Regions from separate parts of the Scylla paramamosain genome. Here region 1 is linked to region 2. The links are chromatin contacts, called in public Hi-C maps. All regions are on one chromosome and are shown on one strand. Each heading gives the region's core, a stretch centred on a gene start, on an enhancer-like site or on the middle of the called end of the contact. The rest is flanking DNA. Distances are from core to core; before and after follow the strand shown.

Region 1 (6,531 bases), core at 1,351-3,850, 93 kb before region 2:
GGTGACGTAATAGCGAGAAGGACGCAGACCATTCCTGTTGAAGGGAGAGTTTGAAACGAGGCTGTTAGTGTTCTGCTGTCTGCATCTTGAGGAGGTGTTCTGAACAAGATCCATCCAAAGAGCGAAGAATTTTGTGCTTAAAGACAGCTATGATTCTCTCAGCATCTTGCACACATTTGTCCAGCAGAATCCTGAGAACTTTGAAGGCTTGTTTCTTCAAAATCAGTCATTCTCTGCCATTCACAGCCCACAAGTTTGGTGTTCTATGTTGTACAAGTTTTGAAACACAGATTCATGCATTCAAGCTTGAGGAAGTATTCATCAACAAAAATAATGCAGAGGATGCTTAGGTCTAGCAAAAGGAAATAAGTACCTAAATTCAAAGTGTTCCCTAGAAGCCTTTATAATTTCAAGAAATAAGAAGTGTGGTTAGATGCTTGTTAGTAATTTCTTAACTATGAAAGTAAAAACAGAAAGACTATGAATACGTTAAAAAAAATGCAGTAAAATAAAATAAAAGAAGATAAAGTGTGTGTGTCAAGAAGAAGAATGCATAAGAAGCATTTAATCAACTTAGGCATAAGGATGAAGCAGTGCTATGCATGGTAATATCCAATTAGAGAGTATCAATCTCTGCTATGGAAATGAGCCGATCAACATTATTCCCATCAGCTACAGATTACAAAGATTTTGGAGTGAAAAGACATAATTAATAAAAAATCTGTTAAAACAAGTATTATTTTCATTATCTAAACATAAACACCAGGCTTGCATTGGGTTTTCTTCAAAGGGTGGATCTGAACACAAGCTACATTGAAATCCACATAGAATGTGAGATCCATTCATGGAATTGTTTCCTAGTTGTTCAATGTCTTTCTGGCTGTTGTGTGTGAGTGTGTGTTTGTATTATTAGTTCACATTGACCACAAAGGGGCATTCATGTTTCAGTGCCACACTTTGTATACAGAAAATGCTGCACTTAAACAACAGTTTATAATGAACCATGATTTGTAAATATTCAATGATAGCTTTATAAGTACATTTAAGATAATTTTTACTTAAATTACTGTCATGATACACATATGTAGATACTGATACTTTTTATTACCAGAGCTGATCACCCTAATAAAAAGAAAGAAAAAAATTGTAACTCCAAAGTCACAAACTTCCTGATATTGCAGTTCTGCAAATGCAAATAATATGTATACCTTTCAGTACTGCCACAGTAGGTTAATCTGATTCTAGATACTTACCATTAAAGGATTTAATTTAGTTCAGGTTGGTATTCTTTATAACCTGAGCCTTAAAAGCATTCTTGTTACTCAACCACTACCTACAGCCATGTATCTGTATCATCTATTGCTAGTCTGAGTAATGTAACTACTCTAACTAACAATAAATGATTTTACAAAATTTGGAAACTGTTTGTAGTACTGAATGGAAAATACAAGATAAAATGTAAAATATAGATTACATTTTAAATCTGTACATATTAATATAATATATTTGACTTTCTGTCGAGAACAAGAGTAAGTTTGTGAGCAAGTCTGCATATGTGGGAATACTTCCACAGATGCAAAGTAAAAATTTTTGTATAAAATTTGTTCCAAATGCAAATTTGGAAACAAAATGACACTCCTGCAATTTTGTAATTTGCAATTTGCAGAAGTGATTAACAAAGTGACCAGCTCTGCTTATTTCAGTGAAATCAGATCTTTTAATCATACAAAGAATGCCCCTTTTAATATTTACTTCCACCACCAGACATACTAATGCTTACTTACACAGTTACAATGACAATAGATATTTAAGAAATCATGTGTTGTATATGCACTACCTATTGGAATCAAAGGACATGAGAAGCTGTAATGACTAGTTTTGTGCCTCACAATGTAACACCCCAGTGACATGCATGTTGGTAATGCTTGGGAGACAACACTCTGTAGTGGATCAACACGGCTCAAAGCATGGTCACAGCTCCATAAAACCAACATTTTCTTTTGTAATTTTTACTCATTTTAAATCAATCACATCAGGATGCTTTGATGATCCTGTCATATATAGTGCATATTTCAATTGCAAGCTTAAATAAATCTAATGAGTGATCATTCCTTAGGAACTAATCATGGATGGCTGTAAAATACTGATCAACCTAATTTTAAGCTTAAGCTTATTTATAGACTTTCATTCCATCCAGAACATTAAACATGCCAAACACAGATCATTTTAAGACTTATCAAGCTTCCCGGAAGCTTCTTATGTTGTAATCTACTGTGCATCTACAAGCAAAAATGCAGTAAATATATGCTTTAATTTGAACAAATCAGGCATCATAGGAGCAAACACAAATTCAGGAGAGGGACAGACACAGATGCCAACTTCTGCATGTTATCTTTTGTAGCATGACGCAAACTGGCCCGTGTTGCACCAACCTGTCTTACAGCTAAATACAGTGAGAGAACCCCTCACTGCTTCATTCCTCATGTGCAAGTGTGTCAGGTGTCTGGGAAGGAGAATGTATTAAAACCAGGGTGGAATGGTACCCACCTATCCAGAATTGCTCCAATGTAGCGTCCGTCAGTGAAAGTCATGAGAGCAGGTCCGTCCCAGGGCTCCATGGCGCAGGCTGACCACCGGTAAAAGTCCTTCTTCTCTGGGTGCATCAGCGCATCATTCTGCCAGGCCTCAGGAACCATGGTCATGATGGCCTGGAAAGGGTATGTTTTTGAAGAATTGCAATGCATCACAAGGATAATGATACAAGGATAATAGTGTTCACCATCACCAGTGTTACACAGTATATACCTCACTTCCTTAGGGTCATTATTCGAATTTCATTCCAACACTGCCTGACCGTGCACTCTTAGCTGTAAACGTGAAGAACACTAAAGTCATTGATCCCTCGACATTAATGACTAAAATTCTGTTTTACATAAAACGTTACTTGTTTAACATTACTTGCAGTTCAGTTGAGCTACGTAGCCGAAAGAGGGTTAAGTAGTGGCATAGTGACTGAATTCAGACCATGCCCTTCATCTGTACATTTCGAGTCCGCCCACTAGACGGTCAAATAACAGTCAGTTACATACCCTGATAAATGTTAATGAAGAGTCAGGACGTCCAGTCAAGTAATGGAGCTGTAAAACACTATAAAATGCTTGGTCTCCACTGCTGCAGGCAGTGAGCGGTACATTTGCTTCACTTAATTTAACAAGTTCACTTGCCGCACTTGACACCTCTTTGTGCCTTTGTATTACAGGTCAGATAAATACATTAAAGCCCCTAGACAATAAGGGAGGCATATATTTTACTTCTGAAGGTGTGAGGATATCTATCATATATGGCATGGGGATGCTACCAGCAAGGCATCAGTGAAGGGTACTTTTGAATCCTTGCCACACAGCACAGTCGTTGCCTCAAGTCGGGTAATCTGCCACATTTATTTACACAGTGTTTTGCGTCTTTTTCTACGATCTTATTTTATCTGATCTGCTAAAACCTTATCAGGTGTCAAGTTTTGTAAGGATTGTCAGTATAAAATGGACTAAATATTGAAAGAAAGCGCTTTACAGTGTGCGGGTGACTGCGATGTGTTGTTTAACGACGACAATAATTTTTATCACCTTCTTCTAGTTGTGACTCACCAGTGAAAATGTGAAGTAATGTGTGAGCAAGGTTATTACTTTCGTGAGCATGGTGAGTGAGTGTTTCTCTTGTCTAAACACTTTCCTATGAACATACCTATCACATGAGGGTTCCACAAATTGTCTTTATGACGTCGTTACAGCGTCATTACTCAACCAACTATACAGTTTCATCAAATTTCTGCCTTACAATGTTTCATCCCCCATCCAGTCTACACCATTAGCTGAAAAAAAAAGAAAAAAGTTCTTTGGCTAATATAGTTTTGTGATTTATAATGTACACCAGCTCACACAACACGTGTTGTAGCACTGTCAACTCCAACAATACACTCCTGCAAGAGTCTACATGAAGTCCATCTCGTACACACATCTGCCTGCCGCCTAATCCATTGTTCTGCATGCATTTAAAAAAAAATTACATGAAACATCACATCTTGTTTACAAATATTTGTTTGTCAGTAGAAAGTACAGGTTATAAATATTAATACAACTTCGGTAAATACAGGTATTCACTCTTTTTCAATAAACTACTAATACTGTCTGTATATTTACGGAGGGTTCATAAATATGCACGAGGCTTTGTATGTATCACTGGTCCGTGTTCTGTTACAACTGGATATCAACAGACGATCTGCAGGATAGGTCACGGTCTTCTTTTATTACAATGACAGACTTTGATGCAAGATGCCAAGATCCTGCGACTCACCTTTGCTGTCGTTTTCATTACATTATCGTGTTGTTTGTAAAGATACTAACAAGAAGTACGTAATTGTTTTGAGAACACGCAAATGTATTCTTAAAAAAAGAAAGATCAAGGTAAGAATGTGTTCCTATCGCTTCATAATATAAGTGGACATGTTGATTTTGACATAAATAATAGAGAAATTGTAAAAAAAAAAAGAAGAAAAAAAAAACAATAATCAGTACCACATTTTCTTTTAATTTCATATTCAGATAATGTCATGTGGCTGATGGTATTGCCTGCGTCGTGAAGAATGCGTTTGCCACTCGGTACTTGTGGCAGCACATGCATCTCCTCTTCCGTTACACGCATTTCTAATGTTTCGCAATTAATAAAGAGATTTGGTAGCATGAAATTAAAATGTTGCTCTGTGATAATAAGGCTGAGTTTTATAATGGACATTATTCCCGTTAGCACAATATTTCAGCAAGCAATCTTGAACACCAATACCTGCAATGGTTGAAAAATGACTGCTTTTTTTTTTTTTTCTAATCTGAGATCACATCAACTACTTAAACTTCATTCAGTGTTCAAGAGTTCAATTGCGCGCATGTTCTCAAATACAATCAACTAAAAATATATAAATAAATAAATTAAGCAAATATGTTAATAAAAAAAGGATTTGGAAGCTGCGAATTAACGACAAAAATGAATACTGTTATAGTATAATGAGTTTACAAATCAACACTGACCTCGGGCAGGGAGCGGCCGCCAGCCATCACCAGAAACTCGAGGCAGCAGTCCACGGCACCGGAGTCAGACAGGTTGGGCTCCACCACGGGGTACAGCTTGCTCAGATCACTCCCGAATTCCTTGCTCTTCATCACGCCCTCCCTGGCCTTCATCAGGTTCACGTTCCCTCGCAGAGTGTTGATCTCACCGTTATGAGCCATCATCCTGAGCAGAGGCAAATATTACTACTAGTCTTTACGAGTATTAAGCATTGCAAGTTACATGGAGTATAGTTGGTGATACTTTTTTTATATATCTACTACAGGTTTGGATTACTTTTAATTGGAGCTACGAAGAATAGTGATATAATGCAGCGAAACCCATGAATACTTTACCTGAGGGGGTGCGCGCGCTCCCAGGAGGGGAAGGTGTTGGTGGAGAACCTCGTGTGGACCAGCGCCATGTAGGTTGCGAAATCGGGATTCTGAAATTGTGAAGGATTTTCTTTACATTATACTACTTACTTGTAACAGTGTATCTTCAGTCCATGACATTCTGCAGCAGCTAACTGACCGGAATCTAATCGTTGGCTGCCCACAAATATCGCTGCATGTGCAGAACTAAATATACAACAAAGACCAAACAAAAGCTTGCAAGTAACAATTCATAACTCACCTGCAGGTCAGAAAAGTAGGTCCAGAGCTGGTCTGATGTGAGCTGTCCCTTGTAGACGACAGTGGTGGTGGAGAGCGAGCAGATGTAGAACCTGGCGCCGGGACGCACCAGGTTGTGGGTGGCCTGCTTCCTCGCCATCCAGACCTGGGTGGCAAGGTGAAACGATGTATGGGCGTTTATGAAGCTGATGGAAGAATATGTGAAGATATATACGAATTTACGAAAGGCAAACATCAATATATACGTAAGGTTACAAGAATTTACAGAGGGTGGAAGTGAAAAATAAAAAAAAAGGTGAGTGAAAAGTAAAAAAAAAAAAAAAAAAAAAAGTGAAATTACGAAACAGAGTCAAACTGAATGAACAAAGGTAACTTAATAACCCATGAAAATGAAGAATGGTTCGCAAAGAATACAAAAGGCTTCCCCCTGTCTTCAGGAATAACTGCAACCAGTACTCCCTTGTACTTCAGAGGGAAGGAACTTTCGATCTTACGTTGCCAAGACCATTTGCTCTCCTCTTTGCGACTCACTTTGGGTAATACGCGTTGCCCTAGACATGAATCACTGTGTACTTCAAGAATGAAGTTAGAAGAAGAAGAAGAAGAAGAAGAAGAAGAAGAAGAAACGAAAAAGCATCGTTTCCTACTACTCAGCGGCAGTGGCTAAAGGGTGTTTGGTCCTTCTACGCCCTCACTTCATACGAATAGCAGAAAACAGAAGTTCGAGCTATCTGTCTGACAGCCTATCACTTACCTGCCCATCTATCCATCTACCTATCTACCTACATCTACCTACATC
Region 2 (6,741 bases), core at 2,807-5,306:
AGAGAGAGAGAGAGAGAGAGAGAGAGAGAGAGAGAAGAAAGATGAAAAGAGAAGAGAAGAGAAGAGAAGGGAAGGGAAGGGGAAGGAAAGAGAAGAAAAGAGAAGAGAAGAAAAGAGAAAAGAGAAAAAAAATGAAGAGAAGGGAAGGGAAGGAAAGGAAAGAAAGAAAGGGAAGGGAAGAGAAGAGAAACAGTGAGTGGAGAAGAGAAAAAAACATGAATAAAACAAAAAAACAACAACCACAACAACAAAACCACCATCACCACCACCACCACCACCACCACCACCACCACAACAACAACAGCAGCAGCAAAAACAACAGCAAAACAAGACCACCACACAACATTGGCAGTGACAGATAAGCGCGAATTCAAGGATAACCTGTTCGTCTCACGTCCTCTGCATGAAGACGACTCGGGACACCAACGCGGAGAGTAGCACTGGACTATCTCAAGAGGTGGCGGGTTCTAGTAGGTCAAGCCTGATCTTTGCCTGCCTGCCTGCCTGCCTGCCCTTATCACGCCGCCACTCAGCCCGGGGATACACTCTGCTTGAACCAATTGTAGAATCACTGCGATGACATGAAAAAGCCCTCGAACCTCATGTGTGTGTTTGTGTGTGTGTGTGTGTGTGTGTGTGTGTGTGTGTGTGTGTGTGTGTGTGTGTGTGTGTGTGTGATGAGGTCAGTTACACTTAATCTGATGTTTATTTACTAATGTTAAAAAAGTAAAAAAAAGAGCCAGCTTTCAGGGAAATGAGTACATGATTACACATAATTATTTGTCAGAAGAGAAGGGTTAAGTTAATTAAAGTATATTAGTTCTATATATAAGAGTGCCGTCAGTGAAAAACAGTAAAAGTCCATATTTTCGCTTATTTTCAACTTTATGTACTTGCAAAATAAATCAAAATCTCGCAAAATTGCATTAATTACTGTCACTCTTACCATTCACCTTCTATTCTTATCTTGTACACTTTACTTCCTTTCCTCTCGTATTTTCAGTCGATTTTCCTTCTTTCCACCGTCTCCGCACTGCTGGCCTACAAATACAGGAGCAACCAGTCTCTGAGGACCACGTGCTGGAATTCTGATCGCCAACTTTGCCCACTCGGTGAGAGCTTTGACATAATATATCCGATCAATAGGCGAGGCTGAGACCTTTCACACACCACGCACCAAGCCACCCACTTGCCTAAGGAGGACAGTAGCTGCTCGCTCAACAATGAAAATCTGTATTGACTTGAGCTAAGCCTAAGCAGGGCGCATACCTCAGCCTGCCAAGTGACAAACAAGGACACTGACTAATGAGATAGCGAGGTGTGTGTGTGTGTGTGTGTGTGTGTGTGTGTGTGTGTGTGTGTGTGTGTGTGTGTGTGTGTGTGTGTGTGTGTGTGTGTGTGTGTGTGTGTGTGTGTGTGTGTATTGAAATTAAACTCACCAGCTGACCTTTCGCGTCTTGCCAGCCTGTATTAGGTTAGCCTCGCCTCAACTCTCGGCCCAGGCAGGCATGTTTTTGATGGATGGAAGTAGGAAGTGGGGAAGGTAAAGTTGCAAGCCAGTGAGTGACAAGACGAACAACAACGGAGAGAAAGCATAATGAAATCCGCTCTTGTATACATCCACCCACCCACCGACCTACCATCCACCAGCCGTAAGTCACTGAGGAAGCCAACGAACCCATTCACCAGGACCACAACAATAACAAACCGTGGCTGTCATCCCCAAGGTCACACACTGTTAAGACCAGAGAACACCAGAGAAAACTTGACTCGCCGCTTCTTGTCTATACCAGTAAACATGACACTTCTTTTGTTATTTCATTTATACTGTTATTCTTCTCCAATCCCTGCAGGCCTCCAGCTCCTTCCCACGTGCGTGCAAACTTAAAGCGCGTCACCTTGAACCTCGGGAGAGCGCGAGTCGTGTCGGCCAGCCCACAACACGTCAACACAATTCAGACCAACACAACACCCCGCCTCCTCGTCCTTGCCCGCAACCTGCAACTCGCGGCCCAACGGTAGCGATGTCCATGATTTGCATAGTGATGTATGTATGACCGTGCCGGGGCTGTTGCCTTTGTATTCGTTATTTTTTTCATGTGCGAAGACGTGTGTGTGTGGTTTGTGAGCTTAATTAAATGAGTCATGCTATCTTGTTAGACTGTAAGGCATGTAGTACAAGCGATTTTTTTTAGTAATTGGCAAGCGCATAGTGTTGTTTTTCGTAATCTTGACTGTGTGTGGTGTGTGTGATTGAGTCTCTCTCTCTCTCTCTCTCTCTTCTCCTCTCTCTCTCTCCTCTCCTCTCATCTCTCTCTCGTCTCTCTCTCTCTCTCTCTCTCTCTCCTCTCTCTCCTCTCTCTCTCTCTCTCTCTCTCTCTCACCAAAACAAACGGTCCCCACCCTCACACGCAACGTCAATACCTGGAATGAGCAGCAAGAAAGTCCCTCACCCCTGCTTGCTTCATCCCAGCTTTCGTCACCCTCGTCCGCCCCTTCCCTGTCCCAACCACCCAGCCTCCAGCGCGTCCCCAACATCCTTGCCTCACTGATAATGCTGAAGAGTTATCGCTATCACTTGCCTCTGAAAAATTATAATCTAAGAAATTGTCCGTATCATAAATTAATCTTTAGGGAGGAAGGTTATTATATACATTTTTTTTTTTTCTAGATATCTCAACATGAAGTACCACAGAGCTTGTTAAGTGCATGTATGAAAAATGATTACTGTTTAAAGTTTAATAATGTGAGGAATTAACAGAAGGAAAATCATAAATACTTTTCTACGCATTTGTTGTGATTCTCTAAGATTCTTTGAATACTGACGATATGTTGAATTGTAAATACGTCATAGTACATAAGATTCCATGGAAATAGTTTTACACAATTTCCTACCTTAATTTCTAACCCACTTTAATTTCTACATTTCTCCATAAAAATTAACTATGTACCCATACCATCTCCTTTCCCTTTCCGTTGGGCAGCCTCTCGGAGGATTATTAACTAAGCCTCTGGTAATCCCAAAGGAGTTATTATACTAATCTGACGTGATACCCTCCCTGTAGCCCAGAATTACTTACGTCACTGGGAATTACGGTAAACTATATAGGTAAACTACGTCCTGTTTACTACTGAATGAGGAAAAATTTATCCCGTCAGCAAATCATTTATATATTTCATGTGATTAGGAAAAGTAGACAAGAAGCTCCTTACTATCATTATGACGTTTTCTCTCTCTCTGTATATTTCGCTACGTTACTTTACAAACTGCACTAATACACGGCAGAGAGGGTGAAGGTACAGGTAAAAACGAGAATCTTGTGTACGGAAGCAGGTGTCAAAAATAAACATAACTTTGAGACGCGACTTTCCTTCCTTCCTTCCTTCCTTCCTGTTGCAAAAATGTGAGCTATTTCCGGACACTAGGAGCAGTGGCCAGCCCCGTGCGTGCAGCAGCGTGGCGATCATACGGCACTGATACAAACTATAATTATTGTCATGCTCCTTCCTCCCTTATCTCTGAATTATGATTGTATCTCTATAATTATATTTCTGCATGATAATCATCTGGATATAATTACTATTGATATATACGTCTCTCTCTCTCTCTCTCTCTCTCTCTCTCTCTCTCTCTCTCTCTCTCTCTCAACCCAATCCTTCATGCCACTAAAAGAAACATAAGCAAACACACTCCCTACACCGCACACTTCACCACCACCACCACCACCACCACTACCACCACCAGTCAGTCACCGGCCGGCGTCTAGCCAAACACGCCTCATTTTCCTCCCACACTGCAGCGCCTCCAGTACTGCCTCGCACACCTCCACGCCTCACAGGAAACAGGGCCCGCCGCTCCTGATATCTTTCACACCACACGAACACCTGGGCCGACACCCTGGCGCCGCGAAACAAGACAGCACGTGCCACTTACCTATAAACGCCGGGTTGGTGCACTGCCGTCCTCCTCCTTCCTTCCTGATGCCGGGAGAACACAACTAAGCTTATACCGACACGAAACTAAAACCGCGGGAACGTCTTACAAAAGCTAGACTGCTTAACTCAATCAGGAGCCGTCACGTACACGCTTGCTCCCTCTTTTCTTAGTATGTTATCAGTATGTGAAGTACGTTCTGTCACAAGAGAGCAGCTCGCGGTGTGGTGTCCTACCCCTCTGCCGGCCTAGCGCGTACTGGGGGTGGAGGTCGTCTGCTGTGGCTTTAATTTCCCAACCCGGCGCAGGCGCAGTGCCCCCTCTTGTTATATATCATGTTTTATCGGTCCTCTCTTCTCCATGCAGTCATTTATTCAGTTTTTGCCTCAGCACTGCTTCACTCATGCGCATAAACTAAATTATTGGTTGTGATGCCCCAGTGCATCCTTACCTATCCTACACTTGTTATTACCAACACAATGCATTAAGCTTACTTGGTAACAGTGCAAGCAAGCTGCTTTTAGAAACTGATTTTTTCCTGCTTGGTGAGGATGGTCATGCATCGTATGCCACTGAGGCAATATGGTATGTGGGAGGAAGCTGTGTTGTGGGGTGACGGTTGGAAGGGGAGGGGAATGAAACGGAGCGGTAAAAAGTTTGGGTGGAAATTCTCTCTCTCTCTCTCTCTTAGAGAGATTTATTGCTTTATTTATTATCAGCTGTCATGCATAACGTTTCTTATCAGATGTAAGCACTAGGTGGCCTCGACCTCAAGAGAGAGAGAGAGAGAAGCGTTTCGCACACAACATGACCTGCCACCAGCCTACCACCACCCACCTACACACCTACCTGTCCCACTCCAAGCTTTCCAACACTCCCTTCCCATCACCTGCACCCCTCACCTCTCCCGTCCCCCCCCTTCCCCACACCTTCCCGGCTGTCATCGCGCCTCTCCCCATCCCCACCCGTGTCCCCTCCCCGCCCCCCCCCCCGCCCCACAACGCTACCCTCGTCACGTGAGACCGGCGTGCCCGTCACCCCACTACGCAGTATCCACACGGTATTCTCCCCCTCCCCTTCCCTAACTTGGTTTCTGGGCAGCCGCCGCCTCCATGATGGGCCAGTCACATTGCTTCTTCCCAGCCAGGCCCTAGTAACAACCCTGTGACATAGATACTGAAAGGGGAAAGTAAATATTAAGTGCAAGATTTTATTTTATTTTATTTATTTATTTATTTATTTATTTTTTAGTGTTTGCCTACGTGCGTGGTGATAGTGCGTGGGTGGGTTTGTATTGAGAGCAGGCGATGTTGCGTGATACTGTTTTGATGTTGTCAGGACGTAGTACTTATGGTGTCAGATTTTACTTGGTGATTGTGAAATGGTGTAGTCACTGTAGTGTGTTGATTTGAGGTGTGTGGTTGGATATATATTCTGTTGTTGCTTGCATCGTGCGCTTTGAACTACATACGAATGAATTATAACCTGGTGATATCATTGTCTACTACTATTACTACTACTACTACTACTACTACTACCATCACCACCACCACCAACAACAACAACAATAACAAATCAGTGTAGAACAGGAAAGGATTCTATCTCTAAAGGGTCACAAGCGCCGCGCCAAAGTTCTAAATCGACTCCGCTTCTTGCATGATGATGCGGGTCATGAGGCACAGCGAGAGGCACCAGGCCAACCACCGACTGGGTGCTACTACGTAGGGCTGGTGTGGATATGTTTATTTATATTAGGTACTACATAATTTTAACCATAGAACACACGCGCACACACACACACACACACACACACACACACACACACACAAAGTTGGATAAAAAAAAAAATGTTAAGCCATTCATACTACAGAGTCCAAGTTACATATATTCACCTGTTGTTAATCAGGGCTGAGTAAGTATAGAAAATAGTTATGTATAGATTTTTTTTAACCTTTCAATAACTAAAAATATCATCCTAAACTTAGTAAAATCCTCTAAATAATATCCAGAATGTCATTACTGGCTTTACGATACTGAAAGGGTTGCTGAAATACCTAGTATATGTACCATCAACTGCCAAGAAAGTCATCGCTAAAACACGCTGTCACAACCGAGAGAGAGAGAGAGAGACAGAGAGAGAGAGAGAGAGTAACATCAGTTCCCTAGCACAAATATAGCAGTATCTGCGAGGCGTGGTGTGCTGTGGCTGACACGAGTGAGTGGTGACACGAGGATACAAGGAAACACAGGCGAGATATTTCATCCCACACACGTGAATTCCCCAGTCATGTGAGGACCGGTGACCTGTCACAATCAGGTAATTTATATAAGGGACCGGAGAGGTTGGCTACCTTACCTAACCCCTTCTCTCTTTCTCACCAGTCATCTTCCCTTCCTTCTCTTTGACCCACCACATCTAAACATGTGAATGAGGCTGAGGTAGCGAGTTGTTACAAACGGGAAGTTTACATAAGAAACTGGTGAAGTTACCTTACTTTTGCCTTTCTCTGTACATCTACCTACGCTTCCTTCTCACTATGATCACCCTCTTTGAACACGTGTATAAGATCCAGCAAGGGAAACATCAGGTGCTTAATCAACGTTTGAAGGAGTGACGACCATTCTGTGAGATGAGGAATTGTCGGTGGCGGGCGAGATGTCAGGGAAGTGATACTAACAATAGCTGACACTTTAGGCTTAAGGGGGAAGGAGACCCTCACGTGGGGTCGTAAACTTCCAGTTCATCGTGTGTGTGTATGTGTGTCTCTGTGGCTTTGCAGGAATGAAGGACGATTTAATCCAAGGGT

What was found. Hi-C and Micro-C count contacts between places; a contact is called where the count stands out from the background.
Region 1: a Hi-C map of testis shows a contact between it and region 2, with 2.7 times the contacts expected there. The contact joins two enhancer-like sites. A contact is called at or near these places in 2 of 2 Hi-C or Micro-C datasets (muscle and testis).

What each region holds. Positions count from the first base shown.
Region 1 is chr2:4,506,745-4,513,275 of ASM3559412v1, reverse strand. It overlaps LOC135108749, which reads right to left. Exons shown (of 40, transcript XM_064019831.1): 6 at 5,734-5,877; 7 at 5,454-5,542; 8 at 5,079-5,283; 9 at 2,548-2,708; 10 at 1-34. Among protein-coding and RNA genes, the nearest start is that of LOC135108812, 24 kb to the left of the region's middle. Within about 2 kb of position 2,600, the one cell type or tissue checked has an H3K27ac peak away from gene starts, as active enhancers do.
Region 2 is chr2:4,414,921-4,421,661 of ASM3559412v1, reverse strand. LOC135108693 reads right to left here. Exons shown (of 8, transcript XM_064019829.1): 8 at 5,136-6,741. Among protein-coding and RNA genes, the nearest start is that of LOC135108693, 18 kb to the right of the region's middle. Within about 2 kb of position 4,056, the one cell type or tissue checked has an H3K27ac peak away from gene starts, as active enhancers do.